Regions from separate parts of the Pungitius pungitius genome. Here region 2 is linked to region 1. A link is a contact called in public Hi-C data. All regions are on one chromosome and are shown on one strand. The core of a region is the stretch at or near the end of the contact, and the rest is flanking DNA. Distances in the headings are between cores, read along the strand shown.

Evidence for each region. A called contact is a pair of places that touch in the nucleus more often than the background predicts.
Region 2: a Hi-C map of muscle shows a contact between it and region 1, with 6 times the contacts expected there. The contact joins the promoter of si:dkey-5g14.1 here to the promoter of arfip2b in region 1. A contact is called at or near these places in 2 of 2 Hi-C or Micro-C datasets (both in muscle).

What each region holds. Positions count from the first base shown.
Region 1 is chr16:11,413,175-11,417,006 of fPunPun2.1, forward strand. arfip2b (ADP-ribosylation factor interacting protein 2b) reads right to left here and starts at 1,837. Exons shown (of 10, transcript XM_037468446.2): 1 at 1,491-1,837.
Region 2 is chr16:11,579,191-11,583,022 of fPunPun2.1, forward strand. It overlaps si:dkey-5g14.1 (lysosomal proton-coupled steroid conjugate and bile acid symporter SLC46A3), which reads right to left and starts at 1,826. Exons shown (of 6, transcript XM_037468402.2): 1 at 1,693-1,826; 2 at 1,047-1,272; 3 at 1-332. The coding sequence starts at 1,247. It overlaps synj1 (synaptojanin 1), which reads left to right and starts at 2,108. Exons shown (of 31, transcript XM_062558265.1): 1 at 2,108-2,219; 2 at 3,185-3,346; 3 at 3,553-3,639. The coding sequence starts at 3,223.

The DNA of each region.
Region 1 (3,832 bases), core at 587-3,086:
GAACACATTTTCCCCACAAAGTGACAGACAAGTCGTAATATAGCTCCTAATTTTGGCTTGGAGGAATATAATTAATTGTGTGAGCCACAGATGATGGTGTAAAAGGAAGGACTACAGGTGTGAAAGACCCTTCACATGGTTTTCACATTGCAGAGCAGGATGACGGTTAAACGGGTAAATGTCACAGATGGATCTACTCCCACGAGCACAGTAGCTTACTGCAAAGACAGACTCACAAAGCAAGTCCACCGCGCACTTGTTGGTGATGAATCAAATCAAACAAAGTGGCCGGTTTAAAAGAAGAAAAAAAACTTGAGTTACAACCAACACACTCAGTCAGAGCGGACCAGCCAAGGCATCTGTGTGTAGGGAGTCCAAGCAAATACAAGCCCAAAAGTAGCCCGGATGCAATCAGTAAGTTAACTTCTGTTTTTTTATTTCAGGCCCAAACACATATGCTGCAACATAACTCAAAATGTGGCGCACTCTAACTTGAACAATGACTTGGTAGGGTTTATGGCAGTTGAAACATCCCAGATGCTGATTGAACGGAGGTAGAGCTTGTTTACATTTGCCCCGACCTCGCCTATCATAAGTGTGCTTCAGCGGGCCGTGCCCAGTCCATATCCTGAGGAATGACAACATCTGTTGACTTTAGACAAGCCAAGCAGTGGTTCTCTTGGCCAATAAACACCCGACACAAAAGAAGTCTCATACGTTTAAAGTGTTCTTTTTTTTCCTTTCTTTTTTTTTTACAAATTAGGGACAAAGGTTACTTGTCTACCTGTACACTGAGCGACCAGGTTACTCCTTTGGATAACATGAAATAGGCTGTGATCTTGCAACAGTGCCACCTCCCTCAATCCCCCTATCTTCAGTCTGTTAGTCGATCCACTTAAACCAGCATGAATCAATACGAAATGGCACAAGGGGGGGGGGAAGCGTATGCGTTAACCTGATCATTAACACACTACTATTAGGTACGGGTGGCTTCCAGCATAACTTGAATAAAAAGGTGCTACAACAGGGACAACGATCGTTACCGTCATTAACAAGGTAAGCTATCGAGGACAGTAGTTTCCTGATAAAATGAGAGAGAGGTTCGACGTGGATTAACACCCCCCCCCCCCCCCACCCCCGGCGTCCCCGACAGGTGCATCAGCGCAGGTGCTCGCTTGTTAATGCCACTCGCAGGCCTCCGCACTGCATTCAATCCGCTGCCAACACGGTGGGGCAGTTACACTCAACCGATTGTGAAAGTAGTTTGTGGGGAGTCTGCACAGGATTGAAGGACAATATGGTTTCTAGCAGCAATAAAAAAAATGATAATAATGGCCTCCTTCTACTTCACATATAAGCAGCTGTTAGGAGGCTGGTGACACGCAACCCGGGGACAAAGCTTATTGGCTAGCAGATTCGGGAATGAGCAAACACACAATGTTATTACAAAATCCAATGGAATGTCGTGGTTTTCAAACGGGTTGACTTACGGTGCGCTTGGTCACGTCGTTAAAAAAAGAAGAAGCCCAGAGCGGTTCGGGAAGCTAGCGAGCGAGCTAACGACAAGCTAGCGGCGGCGCATCCCAGTGAGCGCGCGGCTTAGAGGACACCGACGGGTCTTCTGTCAGTCCGAGGGAAAACCCGCTCGTCCGAAACAACGTACTGCTCTAGTTCACGAATATGTCCACGACATAGCCGACCAAAGCCTTATTCGAGCTGCGCTTGTCTTCCTAAATAATCTCCCCTCTACCCCTTTTTTTAATGAAACCAGAAGGAACGCTTAACGGAACTGACGACACCGCACAGTTCGCTTAACGTTAGCAGGCGGACGCTCTCTGATGCAAAGAGCGTCTATTTAAGAGAAGATGATCTCGAAGGATAAATGCAGACACTGACACAGTTCCTACCTGGTAAGCAGAGCTAACTTTGAAGACACCCATTTTGTATCCCTTTTTTGTATTTGTATTCCTTTATAAATATCTATATCACATGTATTCATGATACTACAAAAAAACGTTTGAAAAATAAAGTTAAAAAATAATTATTAAACTAGGGGTTCAGACACAGAATTGCCTGAAAATATAGTCTATTACCGTACATATGCAAAACATATACAAAACATAAATACAACAAATGATGTGTTTCAAACTCAAGGCAATGTCCTTGTAGTATAGTTTGAGGCAAAATGTATAGACACTTCATTTTGAGCTAATCTCATTATACCTAGAAATTTTAAAGGAGTGAGAGCTCTTCTTCTTTCCTCTACACGCTTCCGACCCATCTTTGAAAGCATCCTGGAGGTGATGTGTTCATGTTTCAGCCAACAGCTGATGGCTGTGGTCCACGACTAAAATGTTATATTTATTTTGCCCCAAGAAATACCTGGACGTACCAGGACCACTGTGAATTCAATGATTGTATGCAAACTCCAGCATTTTTAGAAAATCTGCCCCCATGTGCGTGGTTTTTAAACTGTCCTTGTTCCTATCATTAGGACACTGTGAGTTTTATGCACTTGTGTGAGAAACATATTTTAAAATGTGTTATCTGTGGCATGAATGTAGGTTGTTATATCTAATTGATTACATAATCTACATGATTTAAACATTTTAAAACATTTGAATTAAAATTTAAATCTGGTATCAAGAAGTGTATGTATATGTATATATTAATGATGATTAATGATGATTTTTACCATTTTTAATCAATTTCACTCTCTTTGAATGTAATATGTATGTAGGTCCAGTACATTTTAAGAATGGCTGCCTACTCATCATGCCTCAATGTGGTACCCTCCCTTGCTGCTCAATATTTTTAAGCTCAGGGTGTGAAGAAAGCTTCACATTACTTCAATATTGCCCTCTGTGGGGAGTTGTTAGTTGATGTTATTTTGAAGAGAACTGCAGCTATCTTGTTCTCTTATTGTGCTGATTTTCTGTGATCTTGAATACTGTTACCAAAGACACATATCCTGACACTTCAATACTATTTTTATTCTTTGTTTCATTTGCCAACATTCAATTTCAGCATCAATACTTCTTCACAAAAAACAAGTAATAAAAGCACATTTCCCATATTTTTAGGACACGATGGAAACCGAACACATTGACGCATTGGGCACAATGTTGATCTCATGCCAGAGAACAATGCAATAAACGTAACACAGACCCTCGAAGCGTACGCTTCCTACTGTCAATTCTGTGAGCTATGAATGAACCACTTTGAACCGTGTTAACGGTGCTGGATGAGATCCCTCAAACAGAGAAGGGCTGAGGGGATTCAAACAGCCTCTGCAGTCAATCAGAGTGTAGAGGAGGAGGTGGAAAGTCAAAGCCAGCGTTTTATTAATGAATATTGGATGCTGAAAGAAGTGCGGAGCCAAAAGAAACTCTCTTGGTATTTTTTGGAAGGGGTGTGAAATGCCATATGGGAATGTTTTACTAATGGAAGTTTGGTTGAAAACAGTGCGAATTTTCCAGGTCCTGATGTGTTTTCATTGGTGCCAGTCACGATTCGTACCTGTTCCAGTGTTCATGGTGAGGCGTTTTCTTTCCTATTCTAAACAACTTAAATACAACAACAAAAAATGTTTTACACATTTCACACACAAAATAAATAATCACAAGAAACATAATTACCCACAGCTGCTGCTACTGCATATGAGAGCGGTGCTGTCCACCTACATTATAGACATTTGTACAACGTAGGGAGTCCCTCAATTTACTGAATTGAGGGACTAACTTCTCCTAGAGATGCAACAATTACGTTAGTTTCATGAACCTTCCACGAGAGCGGCTAGCAAGTAGGGCTAAGTTAATACAATTCACACAAT
Region 2 (3,832 bases), core at 576-3,075, 170 kb after region 1:
GTTTCCACTCCCCCCATGCGCAGAGTCTTCTCGCGGTCCCCCTTGGTCAAGTCCGCGATGTAGGCAAAAACGCCCCCGAGAAATGTGCCCAAGCCGCCAAACAGAGAACTGCTGAACGAGACGAGGATTAGCAAGTAGACGTTCAACTCGAAGTAGGACACAGTGAGTAAGCCCAGGGTGTATATCACGCTGCCAATCAAAGGCATGACGATTGCGATCTTGCGTCCTCCTCGGTCACTATGGGTCACGAGCAAGAGCGTGACAATCAGAGAGGGGATTGTGGAGGCGATCACTGAGTAAGTTGAAAACTGAGATGCCAGCCTTTGTACCTCCTGAAAAGGAAAAAGAAATAAAAAGCATGGTTAAGCTTTTAAACCATGTGAGGCCTGACTTCATATGGTCTGCAGACCTAAAGAGAAAGAACTAAAACCCTGAAGTTCCCAATTTTACAGCAAATGACAAATTAAACAAAGATTAACATGAAATCCAACAGAATGAAAGCGTTGCTATCTGTTGATCATGTGAGCTTTTTCTACCAAGAGCCAAAGAAAACAAAGCGGTCTACGGTTCAACAGGTGCAGAAGTGGCTAGTTACCAAAATACGGGTTCAATGCATTTGTTCTCACATATCCGCTTTGTTTCATTTCCTCTATAAATATGCAACTAGAGTTTTGCAGGGAAATATTTCTTCTGGTGGTATACCTCTGTGTGCTGAAGTCTTGATTGACCGTTAAGAATGAAGACAGAGAAATCCATAAATCATTATATTTTGTTAAATTCCAGGTTATTGTCCTGCGAGTGTTATTTCTCAACACCTCGCACAACAATTGCTGAGGCTGTGTAAGTAACACACCTTACAATGTAGGAGGCACTAAACACAAGAGGAGAAGCTTTTGTCCCCTTTTTCAAAAACGTATGTTGTATAGTGCTAAAAACAATATACAACAGCAAGGACAAAATGTGCAATTACAACATCTCAGTACTTATAAATAAAATATAAAGTTCCTAAACAGATGTACTTTTACATTGGGTGATTAGGGACTAACCTCATGGTAGCTGGAATCGTTGCTACTGCTGCTGTTATTGTTTTCCATACATCTGGAGGTGTTGCCAGAGATGGGATAAGGTGTTCCTGTCACCTCCAGCCAGAACCTCCGGTACACATACTGCTGCACGAGAGGCAAGATGAGAAAAAAGGAGAAAGCGTACATTGCAACCAATGGCTCCACGAGGAAAATGCGCTTCATCTTCAGAGGCTTTCTGCAATAGTCCCTAAAAGAAGAAAAAAACATTTGCAGGTTAACTGTACATGTCTGAAAATATATGAGGGTAATATTTACATCACATGACCATGCATAATCACTTGGGTGGGGGTTTAAAAGAAGAAGAAGAAAAAAGGGAACCAGGCGATAAAGATCAATACTTCACTTGGAGTATGCAGGGAAGTGACATACACGGTATTCAATATTATGTAGGGGTCAAGACGTAAAACGAAGTCTTCATGGAAGTTTAGCTTATTGATTTTGAGAATCATCCATCAGAGAGTTACATTATCTGACAGATCGAAACGTTAAGTTGGACGATACTTTACAATTTGATTGGTTTCTGTCAATACTACCGGTGGATGTTAAGACAGGAGACAATGGACACAGCAGCCTTGAACTTGAAAGGAACATGCAGCATAGCTCTTACCTTTTAAATAGACGCGTGGATCATGTTTTGATAAACTAATTAAATCCCGGAAAACATTGATGTAGGAGTCAAGGTCTCCTGTTAAAACTAAGCAGTGCGCGGCACGGCACTGCGGTCCGGTGTTACTGTTGTGAAACGCCGACGTCCCGCCCTCTTTAATATACTATTGGACGGCAATCTATTCAAGCTGTTTTAATTGGATAGATGGAGCTATCAATCATGAACACCATCGGGCGAGAGCATTTTGTGACTGATTGAAAGCAGGGTTTCTTTTCTTCTGCGATTTAACGTGCTTTGGAAATACCCCCGGGGGACATTCATTTTGTCCAGCTTGAACGTGTCATATGTTATGCGTTTATAAATATTTACTAAGCACTTTTTACTTCCGTGTTTGTTGAACAAATGCGCATTTGCGGTATTACGGTAACGTGAAGTAGGCGTGCTTAGTGTTGGAATGTACCATTTCGCCAACACACCGGGAAGAGCTGTGTTGTGACAGCGGAGTGTCAACCCGGCGGGGGCAGACGGTAAGACGAAATCCTCGCCCCTTCCTCTACATGTATTTTAAATTACATTTAGTGACAATAGTGAGAACGCGCTGAAATGCCAGTTTATGCATAGGCCTAACCGCTACGTGTTTGACATGACCCAGTCGACAAACTCAGTGTATTAGCAAACGTGAGAGTGAGATTATCATACCGGACGTGCAGGTTCGTACCACCCTCATAATATCGTCAGTTAGCGAATCAAAGCTACCGCTGTGATTAATTTAGCTAAATTGGCTGTCGGAATCAGCGAGCAATAGATGGGTACCAGGAAGCTTTAGCAGTATATCACTTTCGTTTTAGTGAGTTGGTTTATCCCTTCCTAAAATCCAGTTAGCCGCGGAGCTAACGTTGGATGTCAGGTGAACGTTAGCGTTAGCTTCGCCTCCTGCAGTTGCGTTATAAAGTCGTGACTGATCGGGTTTAGGATGGATGATATTTTGGTCCCCTGGCCTAACGTCATTCATTCTTCACAGTGTCCGGGCTGCTCATATTCTCCGTCTACCAGCGAAATCCCGTTTTTAAAGATTAAATCTAGTTTATGTTTGGGCCTTAAACTATGTCCGGAACTGATAACATGTTAGGCTTCTGATTTCGCAATTAACGATTTCACTATCACGTATTTTGGAATCTTGGCCAATAATTTGAGACATTTCCACAATTTGTGGCGAATTAAGCAGAATGTCAAAAATGTCCACCACCAAATTGTATTTGCAGTTTATTATACAGCTAGTTATAATTTGTTTTTGAATAGGTTCTAAACCTGGGTCCAGTTACACTAGAACTTGCTAAAAAAGCAAGGGATATAGGTTTATATCACAAGTAGCCTCTTCATCAATAATCACTACAACGTCACATATTGAATCAGAGATGTTTGAATTAGGAGTATCTCCTATCTGAAATGCTCATTCATTCACACATTTTGTGAATTTGTTTTTGGTTTCTAGGTCACACAGTAGTTCTTTTTTTCCATCTTGGATCAACAATGGCCTTCAGCAAGGGATATCGCATCTACCACAAGCTGGACCCACCCCCGTACAGTGTCATTGTGGAAACCAGGAGCCGGGAAGAATGCCTCATGTTTGAATCCGGGGCTGTCGCCGTTCTGTGTAAGAAGTCCTCTTTGATTGCACTGTAATGAGAGATGCTTTAAATTCCCTAAACCATGCCCCCGAAATGCCAATGCTTGAAGTACGGCGTTGAGAGAGATATAATTTACTATCCAATTGTGGATGTGATTTGGTGCTATGATTAAGTCAAAGGCTGCAAAGAAAAGCACCACCAACTTTTTGCTATGTTGCTGTTTGTCTTCTAGCGGCAGCAGAGAAGGAGGCCATTAAAAACTCCTATGCCAAGATTCTCGATGCTTATGGCATCCTGGGCGTCCTCCGCCTGAACCTGGGTAAGCCGCATACACATCTATTCTGTTCATTGCTCCGTGTTGCAGAAATTTCCTGGAGACAGTCCAGATTCTGGCCCCCGTGTGACTTTGAAGGCCCTTTTGGTTTGTCGGTCTGTTGCTTCTTACTTCTAAGCTGCTTTCTCCTGCCCGCCATGTGACTTTGAAGGCTCTTGTTATCATAACAAGGGGCAAA